3 separate regions of the Mus musculus genome follow, and regions 2 and 3 are each linked to region 1. Evidence: chromatin contacts called from public Hi-C data. All regions are on one chromosome and are shown on one strand. Each heading gives the region's core, a stretch centred on a gene start, on an enhancer-like site or on the middle of the called end of the contact. The rest is flanking DNA. Distances are from core to core; before and after follow the strand shown.

Region 1 (5,056 bases), core at 909-3,408:
TGTTGTGTATGTACCCAGGAGTGGAAGGGTTGGGTCTCACAGTATTTTTGTGGTTTTGAGAACTTCCACAATGGTTTCCATGAGCCTACGCCCGCTTATGCCCATTCTAGCATAGAGTAAATGTTCTTTTCCTCACACCATGGCCAGTCTTTGTTGTCTGATGACAGCTGTTCTGAATGGGGAGACAGAATTTCAAATTATTCTTTTAAAATAAAAAGATTTACTTACCTTTATGTCTGAGTAATCTGAGTACACTCCTGCGTGCCAGACGAGGGAATCTGATCACATAGATGCTTTCGAGCCATCATGTGGTTGCTAGGAATTGAACTCAGGCCCTCTGGAAGAGTAGCCAGTGTCCTTAACCATGGAGCCATCTCTCCAACCCCCCTCAAATGATTCTTAATTTGCATTTCTGTACAGTTTAAAGATGTTTAATGCATTTAAATATTTATTGCTCATATTTTTTTTCTCTTTTAAGACTTCTTTAATTTTTTTCCATTTATTGATGTGATGATATTTTGGGCATTCTGGTGTGTTTAACTTTGCAGTAATTTATATTCTATATATTAACTTCTTGTTTCAAGTATAGCTTGCAAAGATGTTTCTCCCATTCTGTAGCCTGCCTTTTCGCGTGGCTGATATTTCCTTTGGTGTGCTGAATATATTTGAATATTTTGTGTAATCCTATTTCTCAGTTCCTAGGGTTATCAAGTTTGCATTTTGAGCCTCTATTCTGGCAGATAGCAAGAGCTAAATGCTAGGTTAAGATCTCCTGTCTTCTTTTCTACAGGGTTCACACTGTGGGCCGCCGAGGCACTGGAATGGAGTGGGCCTCTGACATGGAATCACTTTGCTTCTCAATTTCTCCCTCTCCCCAGCTGCAGCTGAAACACCCTCCTGTGAGTCAGGGAGAGAGGCTAATAGGACAAGCAGCAAAGATGGAAGGAGCTGTCCTCCGTTGCCACTCATAGACTGCCTGGCCTCCAGCTGGTCCCTCCTACCAGTTCCACAACTCACCGTGTAGTCAAATAGTGTGTGAGATGTGTCGCATAGGAACGAGGACCCAGGAGGCAGTGCGAACAGAAATGAGGGTGCAAAACTAGTAGGAAGGGTAGGCAAGCATGAGCTGTTAGCCATGGCTGGGTTAACAGGCAAGCTTGCTAGCTACTCCTAGTCAGAGATGTCCTGGTTTTCAATAGAATTCTTCCTTTCACTATATATGTCAATGTATAGATCTGTCAACATTTTAAATATTTAAAATATGCTCTATAATATATTATCTTATATACATAAATATATAATGTATAATTTATATTTTGAGCCCTCCTGTATGACAATCATATATGACTTTATTTCATTATCTATCAATCACTTATTCATTCCATTCATAAAAAGAGCAGTTAAAAATCAAAATGTGGGCTGGAGAGATGGCTCAGTGGTTGAGAGCACTGGCTGCTCTTCCAGAGGTCCTGAGTTCAATTTCCAGCAACCACTTGGTGGCTCACGACCATCTGTAATGAGATCTGATGCCCTCTTCTGGTGCATCTGAAGACAGCTATAGTGTACTTATATATAATAAATAAATAAATCTTTAAAATAAAATCAAAATGCAAGTTGGGCATGGTAGTGCACGCCTTTAGTTCCAGGGCTTGGGAGGCAGAAGCAGGTGGATCTCTGTGAATTGGAGGTCAGCCTAGTCTATGTAGTGAGTTCCAGGATAGCCAAGGCCACACAGTGAGACCTTATCTCAAAACAAAATACACACACACACACACACACACACACACACACACATACACACACCCCAAAACCCAATACAAACAAAAACCAACCAACCAACCAAAAACACCCCAAACCCACCTCTACAAACAAAACAAAACAGAAAATCAAATGCAAATAAGGTGTTTCGGCATATACCAATGATGTCACCACAACATGTAGCTTGGGAGAATACAGGCAAATGTTTTCCTTGGCCCAAGTCCGCCTAAACAACTGTGCATGCTTTGATTTCTTCTGGAAGAAAAGTCTGCTGCCCATTCTGTCCGTTCCTTGGAGAAAGCAGAAGGCAGCCCGGCCAGGTCTCCTTAGCGTGGTCTTCACGGCAGCCTGGTTCGTGCAAGGCACACGTCGCCATTTATTTCCAAAGCTGCTGTTTGTGCTGTTATTTTTCTTTCCATCTGATTCACTCTGAGTCATAGGAAGACGTTCTCATTGTGATGGGGTGCACTGCAGAGACGGCTGACTCGCTTGTTCCACACCATTAAATTCTTGCTTGTGTCTTTCAATCAGAAATGGTTTGGCAAGTCACAGTGCAGGAAAAAAGGGGGCATGACAGTTCTGCCTGGGCGGATTCAAGCTAGGAAGAAAAGGAGTAATGAAAAGATTTCTGGTTTGTTTTCACAGGAAAAAAAATAGACAAATATGCTTGATAAGCGACTAAATCTCTCTGTCTGAAATGGTTCTTAAGCAACCAAGGGGTATTTCAAAAATCGCTCCTGATGAAGGATTTCATTATAGTACGCTGCATTCCCAGGCAGTCAGTGAGGGTTGGTGGGAATCACCATAGTGGAAAAAAAAAAAAGCATTGACAGATTTCACATATTCTTTGTTATCATCCTGCACCCAAATCCATTAGCTTATTATCCCCAGGCAAGGAACTGAAATCCTGTGTCAAACGGAAAGGAGGTGATTTTCCAGGATGCGGGAAGTTACTGTTCATTAAGAGCTTGTTGATGCTGCGCATAGCTTGAAAAATCTTAATTTGGACTAAAGTGGTCCCGGACTCAATGAGAATTCCTGCCAAGGAGCTAGGACAAGGGCAGTCTGCCCCTTAAGGGTATTAAAATCCAGGACAAGGCAAAAAGCGGTAGATTTTTCTCATCTCTCTCAAACCCAAGTGTGGTACATTTGGAACATGAGGACAATGGATTATAACCTCATATTTTGACATCCCTTTTGCCTTCAAACATTAACATTCAGTTGCTCTGCCATAGTAGTAATAATTCTACTCACAAGGGTGCAGGAATTGTGACACGGTAAGATGGTAGAGAAATGCAGTTTGTTCCATTAGTGGCCAACAATGGGAACTAAACGTGCTAGTGATTTAGAGTGCTTTGTATTAAGAAATGCACACACAAAAAATACATTTCTTTCATTGGGGTAATTTTACGTGAGTCAGTCTCTCTCTCTCTCTCTCTCTCTCTCTCTCTCTCTCTCTCACACACACACACACACACACACACTTGCCCAGCTTAACTGTACAGCTTGCAGTACGATCCATCCTCTCTGCTTCTGAATTCAGCTCACGCAGCCTGCTCGAAGGCTCCGAGGAGGGTCGAGCTGTTCTGAAATGGTCATCATGACCCATTACACTCTGCTCCTCATAGCCTCTGTTCCCAGTTCCATGTGATACTATGATTGTGAAAGAAAATATAAAATAGATGCTGCTCTTATACAGGGCAGTGTTATAGTTACACTTGTTTAAAACCTCCTTTGAAATGCCATTAAAAATCCAGGGCCAAGACAATATGGATGTATTAATACTACTTTCATATTTGAAAAAGTACCTTAGAAGAAAAGATGTTCATTAAGATACTTGGTTTGTGTGGGGAAGTAGACAACTCAAGTTGGTAATTTAATGCCTACAGGTATACTGAAAAATATCTATGTCCTCAGAGCAAAATCATTTTGCTTAAGGATACAGTTGACGTTTATTTAAAAGTTTGATGAGGTGGTTTACATATGTAATTTTGGCATTCAGGAGGTAGAGGCAGGAGAGTCATTGTAACTTTCAGGCAATCTTGGGCTGCCCAGTGAGATCCTGTTTGAAAAATATTCACCATAAAATTGTTTTAAATCTAAATTTTGTCATGTATGTGGCATATATTTGTGCATGCATGCCAGTGCACATGTGTATGGGTGTGCTTGTATAAGGAAGCCATATGTTAGTGTCAAATGCCTTCCTCAATTGTTTTCCACTTACCTTATTTATTAAAACAGAATGTTACTGAATCTGGAGCTGACTGGTGTGGCTAGACTGGATAGCTGGCAAAGCCTAGGGATTCTCTTGTCTGCCTCGTAGCCCTGGGAGTACAGCACTGGCAGTATTGCCAGGCCTGGCTCTTCCACAGTACTGGGTACTGAACACAGGTCCTAATGTCTATACAATAAGTACTTTACCAACCAAGCCATCGCCATGGTCCCTCAAACATTTGAATTCTTAATTAGAAACGGCATCAATTTAATTTAGTTTCTCTACTTTGACTCAATTTCATTTCTAAGTTATGAGAAACATTAATGTACTTTGGATTATGTTTAGAATGGAATATTGTAGATTATTAAGATTTTCTTTTGACAACAAAGCAATAAAAAGATTGCACAGACTTCATATCTAGAATCTCTCAATTAATAATAAAATAACAAAGCAGGCCTTGATATGTAGCTCAGCTCATAGAGTGCATGGGGAGGGGGCCCTCTGTGAGACAAGGGCACCAACAGCTGGCAGCCATTCTTCACTGAGGCCAGCCTGGGCTACATAAGGCCCTGTGTCAAAAACAAACAAGGATCTGGTGAGATGGTGCAAGACAGCAAGACGTTAACATGTAAGCAGGGGACATGAGTTAAGACACTTAACATCCATATAAAAGCCAGACATGGTGACTAGCATGTCAGTAACCCCAGCACTGTATGGGAGCAGGGGCAGAGCTGAGATAAGGTAGATGCCCTGGCTGTATGGATACCCAATCTAGCCAAGTCTGTGAACTCCACGATCAACAAGATACCAAATATAAAAACTGGTAGAAAATGAACATAGGAAGATAGAGAAATAGAGACACAGAAAGGTACACACACATACACACAGAGAAAGAAACAGAGACAGAGACACAAAGAGATAGAGAAATAGAGTCACAGAAAAATAGAGACACAGAGAGGTACACACACACAAAAGAGAGAGAGAAAGAGAGAGAGAGAGAGACAGACTGACAAAGGCTGAGACACAGAGAGATAGAGAAATAGAGACACGGAAATAGAGACACAGAGGGGTAGACACACACAC
Region 2 (5,056 bases), core at 1,565-4,064, 310 kb after region 1:
TCCCGATCTCTGATCTGTTCCTTTGTTTTCTGTGTGTTGCAGGTAGCATAGTGTACCTCGGGATGATGGTGGGGGCGTTCTTCTGGGGAGGACTGGCAGACAAAGTAGGAAGGAAGCAGTCTCTTCTGATTTGCATGTCTGTCAACGGATTCTTTGCCTTCCTCTCCTCATTTGTCCAAGGTTACGGCTTCTTTCTCGTCTGTCGGTTGCTTTCTGGATTCGGGTAAGGTTTTCTCCTTCATATTTTAAAGTAATGTGTTTGCTTGTGATTGCACACAGTTTTACTCTATAAGATCTCAGGACCAAGAACAAAACTTTTAACATAGTTCTTCTATTTCTGTGTCAGCCTAAGAAGCTACAGTGTTGATTCTTGGAAATGTAGTTATCTGGGCCTGGAGAGATGGCTCAGCGGTTAAGAGCACTGACTGCTCTTCTGAAGGTTGTGAGTTCAAATCCCAGCAACCACATGGTGGCTCACAACCATCTGTAATGAGATCTGACACCCTCTTCTGGTGTGTCTGAAGACAGCTACAGTGTACTTAGATATAATAATAAATAAAATCTTTTTTAAAAAAAAAGAAAGAAAGAAATGTAGTTATCTGCTTTTAAATCCATGAAGGTACTGAAACACCTATGTTCCCAGGGTAGGGATGTGTTATGAGTGGCTTATGGGAGACTGGTTTTGCTTAGGTTGGAATTCTGTTTGCACAGCAAAAACATTTGAATCCACATGCTTCTTTTGAAGATTTAAGTAAGAAAGCACTGTACCTACTACAACTGTTCCCATTACTTAAGGACTGCTCTTAAATCCAGGATTAAGCTGTCTCAAATAACGGTGGTTTTATTGGTCTAGGTGACCTATGTGTGTTAAACTAGAGGGAGAGCCTACTTTGGAAGGTAGAGTAAGTCTGTCTGAAAGTTCCTATTGGGGCAGAGTTAACTGAAGATGTCCTACTATCCACATGCAGGGCATAGGAGAATCAATGATGTAGCTGCCTTCTTGAAAGAGATCGATTCACACACCACTCCTCTGGATCCATGTGTGGGAAAACCCATGGCCTGATTATAAGACTATGAGAAACTCTGCTTTAACAAGGAAACTTTTGTAGAAATATAACTCTTTAGCCTCCCAATCAACAACTTAAAGACACTCTTTTCACAATGTTAATAGGCACTGCAGTTACTTTTTAATGAAGTAAGGCATGCAGAGTGGTTTCCGAGTTTGAAAAGTTACCACCAACTCTTGCTCACAGACTACACAGCAGCAGGACACAGTTTTGTGGACCAAAGCCAGGGTAGACCAACATATTCCTCTCTGACATATGAACATTCACCTACAACAAATGTTTTTCAGAATATTGTCAGGCTATGCTGAGCAGACTCCATGGACACAGGAGTCTGCATGTACAGGACAACTGCTCCACATGTGAACTGCCTGAGGGAAGATAGCCATCATACTTTAAAACAAACAAACAAACAAACAAACAAACAAACAAAAAACCCAGTAGAACCAGCTATAATTACAATGGCTGACTCAATAGACTGATGACTTGACTCTGTAAGCAGATCCAAAAGTCAGATAGAGAGCTATTAAATTCTTACCTGATCTATATACACGGAGAGGTTCCATACCGAATGAACCAAACTTTCACTCACATCTTTAAAAATGATCATGGCCCCTTAGTCAAGTACCAGGCTGGTGCCACTTTATATACCCAAAATCCTCTCGAAAGGCAGAAGCCAGGTCCCTCTGAAGAAGGTTGCTACTATGTCACTGAAGATTAATTGTGAATATTTTTCACAATCTTCCCCAAAGGGGATGACTTATGCGTCAAGAAAATAAATAGATAGATAGATAGATAGATAGATAGATAGATAGATAGATAGATAGATAACAGTAGGCTTCCCCGAGTTGACTGGATAATGACTGGATTCTAGTTGAACAAAGTGACATCAGAGTCTACCAGCGATGTTTTGTTAGTTCAGGTAATTTGTTAGTTCAGAACTCCATCCTGTGCTTGCTTGATTCTAAGGTTGCAGAATTTTCTATTGGGAGAGATGCACCTGGCAGTCGCAGAGTAACATTTGGCAGAGCATCTGCCCGCCAGATCCATTTATTTTAAACTTTAAAACATAAAGAGAAGTCCTGGTCACCAAGCTCACACTCTGCATGTTGCAGATTTAGAGCCAGGAATGATTATCATCAGTCCCACTAACTTGCAACATCTTAATTAAATCACCTGGACATTCCAAATCCAAGGCTTGATTGTCTTCCTCCTGAATTCTGTTTGTGAATGCAAACGGGATTGAAGGGGGTTTCCATGTAGGCTGAGATATGCCTGCACTTATGGCTTCACTGTCTCTAAATAGACACATATGCTCCTGTGTGTTCTCGTCCCCTCCAACCCCTTAGATAGAGTCATTCTATGAGGCGCAGAATGAATGACCTCAAGCACATGACCCTCTTGCCTGCCTCGGCATCTTGAGAGCTGGCATCATAGATGTGACTACCAGGCTTAGCATCTCCAGAGCTGGTATCATGGGTGTGCACTGCCAGGCTTAGCATCTCAAGACCTGGAATCATAGGTGTGCACTGCCAGGCTCAGATTTTTGCTTTTTTTTTTCTTTTCACCAAGCTGGGTCTTGAGTTGTATCTTCTTATGAAATAACGATATCCAGCTGACATACATGATCTCTGTGGTTTTTAAATGTTTATTCTGTCCAAATAAAGATTTTCCTGCTGGGCACATTGGTGTTTGTTGGGGTAAGGAGTGAGACCTCGCGCATTGTCCATCTGTCTTTTATTTTCTCAGATGAATCTCACACCAAGGCAACACATGTCCCTCTTATCTGTTGTTACCGACGATTAGAAAGCTGGGAAATGGAGTTGGCACCATTGATTCATTTTCATTTGCCCTGGAATTAAATTATTTGTTTCCAGTCACTGTTAATTAAGGGGATAATAATGTGTTGGACGCCAGGCAATGTCAGAACTAAGAGCTGCTCACTGAGGGACGGTTGAGCATGATGATCAGGAGGAAAATAGAATAGCAACAGAGATGAGAGTGAAATGTCTTTGTTCCTGTGTGTTGGAAACAAAAGAAAGGTCATGTCTCCCAATGTGGGTGGAGCCGAGTCATGTGTACTTTAAAGCTGTAAGCAGAATGCATTAGCTGACTTAGCTGATGGTGCCAGCAAGAACACAGTGGCTGTGCAGAATTCCTTGCCACCAACTATGATTCTTCCATGAGCTTTATTTTCACAACTGTTTTACAAAAATGTTTTCCCTTAATTAAAGAAAATCAAGGCAGTAGAAAGGCTGTTGTTTCCAAATGGTCCCCAGTCCCTGGCATTGCTGATTTTTAGTCTGACTTAGAACTATACAATCTTCTGCTTAATAGTGTTTTCTCCTAAGAAATAATTTGCTGATCATATCAAAAAAAGTAAAAATTGTGTGTTTTTTTATTATTTTGAGACTTTTAAAATATATTTTATCAAATATCTGAATTGTGGTTGCTTTGGGGGAGGTGATGGGCTCCGCAGTTTATGTGAATTGACTCACCTAAACCTCATTGGTTCCCATGAGGAAATACTATCATGCAGGTATGATTATCTATATATTATAGATGATGAGGGTAAGGCATATTAAAGTGTGGTAGCTACCCAAGGGCACACAGTGAGTGATCTAGCCAGCTTTCAAACCCACGCTGTCAGGCTCAAAAGCTGATGGTCATACCCACCAGGCTTGCTGTATCTAAAATTCTACCAGAAATGATTCTTGACTGTGTACACCAAACCCTAAACATGATGGCTGCTGCTCCTTAAAGATTGATTAATTGATTGATTGATTGATTGATGTACATGAGTGCTCTGTCTTCATGCACTGTTCTTTGCATATGCCCCTAACGCTCCTCTGAATAAAAACTGCTAGAGCCTGGTCCTGGTGGTTTCTGAGTCTTGCTTATCATCTGCCCAGAACATGTAACTTTACAGTGAGTCTCCCACCTCCTCCTTACTTATTTTTCACATAATTTCTCAGTTCCTAACATAAATGAAAGGTGGAGATAAAAGGATTGTTTGATAATTACACTGTGGAGAAGCTAGAATCAAAGTAGTTAAAATATTCTTTATACTCATGTGTTTGTGCGTTGTATACATTGGGTGCCCATGTGGAGGCCACAGCTTGAAGTCTGGATGTCTTCCTCTATTGCTTTTCTGCCTTATTTTTGGGGGCAGAATCTCTCACTGAACCCTGAACTTACAGTTTCAGCTAAACTGTCTGGCCAGTTCATTGCCCAGAATTCACCTGTCTCTGCCTCTCAGTGGTGGGATTATAGACATATGTTACCAAGCCTGGCTTATTATATGGGTGCTGGGGATGCAAACTCGGGGTTTCATGACTTCACTTTACCCACTGTACCACCACCTCAGCCCCTAGAATAAAATTATTTTCTGTCACATGTTTACTGAAGAATTAAAAGTGGAACAAAATTACTCAGTAGAATTCTGCAATAATTTGAAAGAGAATGTCCCCCATAAGTCTCATATATTTGAATGCTTGGTCCCTAGTTGGTGGAACTGTTTGGGGAGGATTAGGAGGTGGGCCTTGTGTGTCACTAAGGCCTTGCTGTTTTGGAGAATTTAGTCAGTGATTGATTGACTCTGTTACTTTGGGGCCTGTGGCAAAGCAGTACATAAAAAAGAAGGTAGCCTGTGGTAGAGTAAACTGCTCACCTCATGCAAGCTGGGAAGTAAAAAAGAGAGATCTTGGAGGAGAACCTAGAACTACTTTACTAAGAAGCACAGTCCCTAACTAATAAATATTTGTCTTTATGCCCACAGAGAAGTATAGTCCTCCCACTCATCAAGGAAGTTTTCCTTTTGACATATGAAGACTGCTACAGAAAGCCATAACCAATCAAAATACAGAGTTGTGGAGCCCAGTCCTAACTGACACATCTAAGGCCCCCACACCAGGAACAGGGAACATTACAGAGAGGGGACAGGGGATTGTAAGAGCCAGAGGATCAGGGCGTTTGCCATGAGGTTATCTCCT
Region 3 (5,056 bases), core at 1,889-4,388, 280 kb after region 1:
ATCTTAGAAGAGGGAGAGGACAGAATTTAAGACGTGGACAATGGGAAAGAATGGCCTGGGATGCTACCATTCAGATACAGCATGGCCATTGCCATCACGAATACACAGCAGCTATGGATAGCTGCACAAGACCAGGCCCTTCACCCTTCCATCACAGAGAAAGGAGGTGTCCATGAGACCTCACCCCTCCTTGAGGCCCTGTTGACTGCTGATGGTTGCTGAAGGAGGGAACAATCAGAGGGAGCCTAACTGGGAGGAAACAGGGTTCATAAGAAAAGAAGGGGGTGATAAAACAAGGCAATGGGGGCTAATATAACTATTGCATATTGCATATGTGTATAAGACTGTCAAAGAAAAGTCAAGGTTAAAAGCATCCTATGTCTACGGAGGTGTTAGTATGTACATGTGAATGCAGTGCCTGAAAAGTCCAGAAGAGGCTTTCAGATTCCCTGGGACTGGGGTTAACAGACAGATGCGAGACACCCTTATGTGGGTGCTAGGAACCAAACTTGGGTCCTGCAAAAGAGAAGCCAGTGCTCTCAACCACTGAGCCATCCCTCCAGCCAAGAGAAGTAATTTTTTGTTAAAAATGGAAGTAACAAGGACATCCAAGTCACAAGACATTAATTGAGCACCTGCTATGAGTGAAGTGCTTTGCAAGGTATTTTCTGATCTTTGCTATTTGGGTTTTTCCCCCCGGTGTAACTTGTAATAAGGTGGATTTTAATACACTGTTCTCTCTATGATCGTGAGTATAATACTGTAGGATAGAGCACAGAGTCATTGGGTCTGCCTTTGAGAACTTACAAAAACTCATCTAGGAAGTAACATCTGAGCAGGTATTTGAAGGATGATGCAGAGCTCCCTGGGCAGTTAAGAAGAGTGATGCTCTAGGAAGATAATGTTGCTGTCGACAAGCACGGGCCCTGTGAGGAGTTCACTAGGAGTTGTTGAAGAGCTGACAGAGGTCAAGCTGTAGACCCGTACTGGGAAAGACCTTTACATCAAGAAAAGGAATTGCTTTTATCCTGAACTGAGAAAGAACAGACTGTTAAATCGGGGTTTGGGGAAACTACTATGGTAGCGGTGTAGTGTGAGAAGTGAATCAGATGAGAGGCTTAAAAAGTCAGATGGACATGGAAAAAATCTTTTACTGATGTAGGATGATTGGCAAGTTAAACAATTCCATTCCTCAGTTTTGATATCTGTATGTCAGGAGTAAGAGCACTAGATCTGACTGGTGTCTTAAATGAGAAAAAATTTTATATAGCTGTTAACAATGCCTTACATTGTGCCATTGTTGGTAAAATATGTAAAATCCCACTGTTGCTGCTTAGACTTGAGTGTGATTGTTCTCTTTCAAGTTTATTCCAAATTTTTGATTATTTGGCACCCTGGGTGTGCTCTGAAATTTGATTGCTGTGTTGTATACCCTTATCGTGTTTGCTGTATTTGGGGATCCATAGCTGTGTCTCCTGGGGAATGGTCTCTTTGTCCTCCGTGTCTACTTCAGTGTCTTTGATGGGCTTTTATCTGGGCTGTGAATATGCCCTCTGGCTCTGTTTAGCCTCCTAGCTGTCACCTCAATCTTAATTGAATTTTAAAATTATTAGCTCATGAAGTACAGCCTGTATGCCTATACTAGCAAAATCTTATTTGGATTCATTATTGCCAAACAAGAAAATAAGATTAAACAATCTATCACCAATATAGTCCTCTAGTTCTTTGCATTCTCCTGAGGAGAAATGTTTCTGACACCAGAAAAGAGCTTGACCAAAGTTGCCTGCAAAACACTGGTCCATCCACTGATCTGATGGGACAGAAAGTAGCCAGAGCTTCAGGCCACATTCTTAAAACATCTGGTAATGTGCAATCGATGCAAAGTGTATAGAAAAGAGAATGATAATGGCTCACACCCCTGGGGATGCCCTCTATTCCACAGTAGGTCTACTAGGATGCCTACTGTACATCTCTGGGAATGTGCACCATCCCATGGTAGGTCCATCTCTAGGTAGGCATGGTCTACTATATTTCCTAAGCTTAGTGTGAGCTTGTGGGAAGCTGAAACAAGAGAATCAGAGTTCAAAGGTAGCCTGGGCTACATAGACTGCCTCAAAAACAAAAAGTCAAGCCAAACAAATAAACAACAAAACAAGCAAAAGAATAGGGTAAGGATATGAATTGGTACAAGAGCCCATGTGAGCTTGAGGACCTGGGTTCATGACCCAGCGCCATTCCATAGAAACAATTAAAAATGGGATAATTTAACACATCACAGAACTAACACACACACACGCACAGAGAGAGAGAGAGAGAGAGAGAGAGAGAGAGAGAGAGAGAGAGAGAGACTACATTAATTTTCTGTGTTCAGAGGGATGCTGGAACTGATGATCATCCCTGCACAGATGAGAGCTATTTTCTCTCTTTCTCTGCCTGTTGCCAGAAGCTTCCCAGAATTCAGGGTCCAGATGGGCTCTGCTCTTAGTCAGTCATGGCTCCTCTTGCAGCGTCCCCTAAGCAATTTCAGACTAACTCAGGGCCCTGGTTTTACTATTTTGACCTCTCATGAATATGCCAGATTGGTGACTTTGGTTTCTTTCCCTGGGCAGCATTTGAAGGAAGGATTTGGTTTCAATGAAATATGTTTCTTAAAAGCCAGAGGGGGCTAACATAAGACCTCAAATATTCAGCAGTTAATTATTAATTTATGTGGAATCAGATAATCATAAAATGTCACTTGCTGGTAGAATTTTTTGCTAAATGAGAACTTTTTGGAGGTTTTTAGGGGGTGAGGATAAAATAAGCTGTTAGAGCCAAAGCTCTTTTGCTAGAACTATGGAAGTCAATGTGATTTACATACTTTCTAAATGTCTCAAAAAAGCAAAAGCAAAAACAAATGAAGAAAACCATAAACAAATTACAAACCTCTTAGGGTGGGGTGTAGCTTAGTGGGAGAGATGGGAATTGCCTCCCAACGGTGGTAACTAACATGGTGAGCTTTTGTTTCCTGAAATGTTAACACACTATAAAACAGACACACAACTAAGACCACGCCCTGATGGCTCAGCACAGCCTCAGTGCTATCCTTTCCCTCCGTGCCCTTTCTCTCCTGTCCGTGCTGCCATCTGAACTGTGCCTGATTCATCCTTTGATGCTCTGTGCTGTGGTGTAAGAAGCTGAATAATTAGATCTGTTGATAAACAGCAAAGTGCGTATGAGCTTAACTCTCCAGCCAGGACCCCATGGCACACATCCAAGACATGAAGATCAATGCCAGGCGCGTAGCCAAGTGGGCTAAGGATGCTGGCGATTTGACCTTTTGGTCCATTACTGTAATTCTGTTTCTCTAGACTCAAACAAGACTAATGACCGTGCCTCAGTTAAAAGCCTTACATCAGCAGCTTAATTTTTTTCCTATGGTCAGAAAAAAAAAAAACGATTTAAGAGTTTGGAATTGATACACCATAGATTGAAGGCTTCAACGTTTTAGCTTCTTTACTCACTGGGACATGGTCCCCATCTATAGCTGTTCTTTTATCTTCTGGGCTCCCTTCTTGTGATGAATTCTCTTGTCCCCACAGCCTGCTTGCCATTTGTGTTCTGATATTCCACATCCTATCCATGACTAGTTAGTATGCAGGCTAGTGTGAACTCTTAGGAATAGCCTTAAACTACATAATTCAGCCTGCTATGTTCCTCTCTATTTGCCACTCGATACAACTCTCCAGATATTCCAGCATAAGGGGAAGTTAGAGTTCAGATAAACTTGAACTCTCACACAATCTACTTAAATTTAAAGTGTAGAAATAATAGTGCAATTTTTCCCATAAAAATGCCATGTGTGATATTTGGGACATACTGATACTAAAATAATAATAATAATTTATCATTTGATCATCTGGCATTAAAATTTATCTGGATGACTTTGCTACTGCCTGTGTTGGTAAAGGGAGAGTAGAGAGAGTTGTATGCTAATACCAGGTCTTCTAGGAGCCTGGTATTAGCATACAACTCATTGATCTCCTTGTCTCTCTTTATTGGAGTCACATCCAGTGCTGGCCAGAGCTTAGGAATCAGTGTATCAGAATTTGGTATGTGTGTCTTACCCCATCTCACCATGCTTTCTTATTCAAAATGTGAATTTTAAAACTACATCATCTAGCCCAGCGTTTCTAAGACATAATGGCATTTGCAAGGCCTGGGGATATTGTGAGTGTGTGGTTTGGGCATTGCAGATCTGGAATCAGCCTGCTGAGGCTGGAGGTGTAACCCTCACATTGAGTGGTACACACTGAACCCTGTTCTTTCGCTTTTAGGTTTCCCCACCAACATCCCTGGCAGTTGTGGTAAGGATTAAACAGTTGCCAGGGTGGGAGCTTGGGGAAATAGCAGCACAGAGTGGAAATGTTTGCCTTACTTACCAGCATACAGTAATGACCATGGGCAAATGGTGCTACAAACCATTTCAGGAGAGGTAGTTCTTTGTTTTTTTTTTGTTTTCTAACAGCCAATATCAACAGCTGAAGGATATACATTTTTTTGCACTAATAGACAGTAGCTATATATTTTATGCCTTTTCCTTCACAGTGTGGGGAATCTCACATCTCTAACCACATTCACAGGCACAAATCCTGGTGTGGGTTCCAAGTGTGCAGGGCTTAGTGTGACTTTATTTTGTGGAAATAGCTTCTTGGTGCCAGTGTCATGGTGATGCAATTAGAATATGGTTCCTTCAGATCATTTTGCCCTGCTTATCCAGCCCCATGAAATGTAATGAATTTTCTCTGAGTAATTTTGTTTTCTCAGGAGAACATAGTTAGACCAGAAATAAATGGTACAATTGTGTTAGACTAGCTGTTTGAAAACTGTATGAATCACGCTGCTCACTGGAACAAAACCAAGTCTCGCTGTGGGGGTCAACTTCACGTAAACACACATGCCTACCCGGGGATAGACCACAGAGGTAAGAAGTGCGTGCCATGCCGCTACCCAGTGCCTTCCTCCCATCTTATTGTGTTTATTTCCTGCTTAGTTGTGGTATGAGAGGAGATGGACA

The links. A called contact is a pair of places that touch in the nucleus more often than the background predicts.
Region 2: a contact with region 1 is called in a Hi-C map of the N1E-115 cell line, with 2.7 times the contacts expected there. The contact joins two enhancer-like sites. A contact is called at or near these places in 4 of 39 promoter capture datasets (cranial neural crest, frontonasal cranial neural crest, maxillary cranial neural crest and 1 more), 2 of 484 Hi-C or Micro-C datasets (the N1E-115 cell line and bone marrow-derived macrophages), 1 of 115 datasets of contacts at active chromatin or transcription factors (embryonic stem cells) and 1 of 9 other capture datasets (embryonic stem cells).
Region 3: a Hi-C map of the N1E-115 cell line shows a contact between it and region 1, with 2.3 times the contacts expected there. The contact joins two enhancer-like sites. A contact is called at or near these places in 5 of 39 promoter capture datasets (the 3T3-L1 cell line, the HPC-7 cell line, cranial neural crest and 2 more), 1 of 484 Hi-C or Micro-C datasets (the N1E-115 cell line) and 1 of 9 other capture datasets (liver).

What each region holds. Positions count from the first base shown.
Region 1 is chr13:96,348,648-96,353,703 of GRCm38.p6, reverse strand. No RefSeq gene overlaps it. Among named protein-coding and RNA genes, the nearest start is that of Poc5, 37 kb to the left of the region's middle. Within about 2 kb of position 2,158, at least 23 of the 459 cell types and tissues checked have an H3K27ac peak or open chromatin away from gene starts, as enhancers often do. A contact at or near this core is called in the N1E-115 cell line, where this site is marked.
Region 2 is chr13:96,043,574-96,048,629 of GRCm38.p6, reverse strand. It overlaps Sv2c (synaptic vesicle glycoprotein 2c), which reads left to right. Exons shown (of 13, transcript NM_029210.1): 3 at 43-223. Among named protein-coding and RNA genes, the nearest start is that of Sv2c, 86 kb to the left of the region's middle. Within about 2 kb of position 2,814, at least 4 of the 459 cell types and tissues checked have an H3K27ac peak or open chromatin away from gene starts, as enhancers often do. A contact at or near this core is called in the N1E-115 cell line, where this site is marked.
Region 3 is chr13:96,071,888-96,076,943 of GRCm38.p6, reverse strand. All of the region lies in intron 2 of Sv2c (synaptic vesicle glycoprotein 2c), which reads left to right. Among named protein-coding and RNA genes, the nearest start is that of Sv2c, 58 kb to the left of the region's middle. Within about 2 kb of position 3,138, at least 12 of the 459 cell types and tissues checked have an H3K27ac peak or open chromatin away from gene starts, as enhancers often do. A contact at or near this core is called in the N1E-115 cell line, where this site is marked.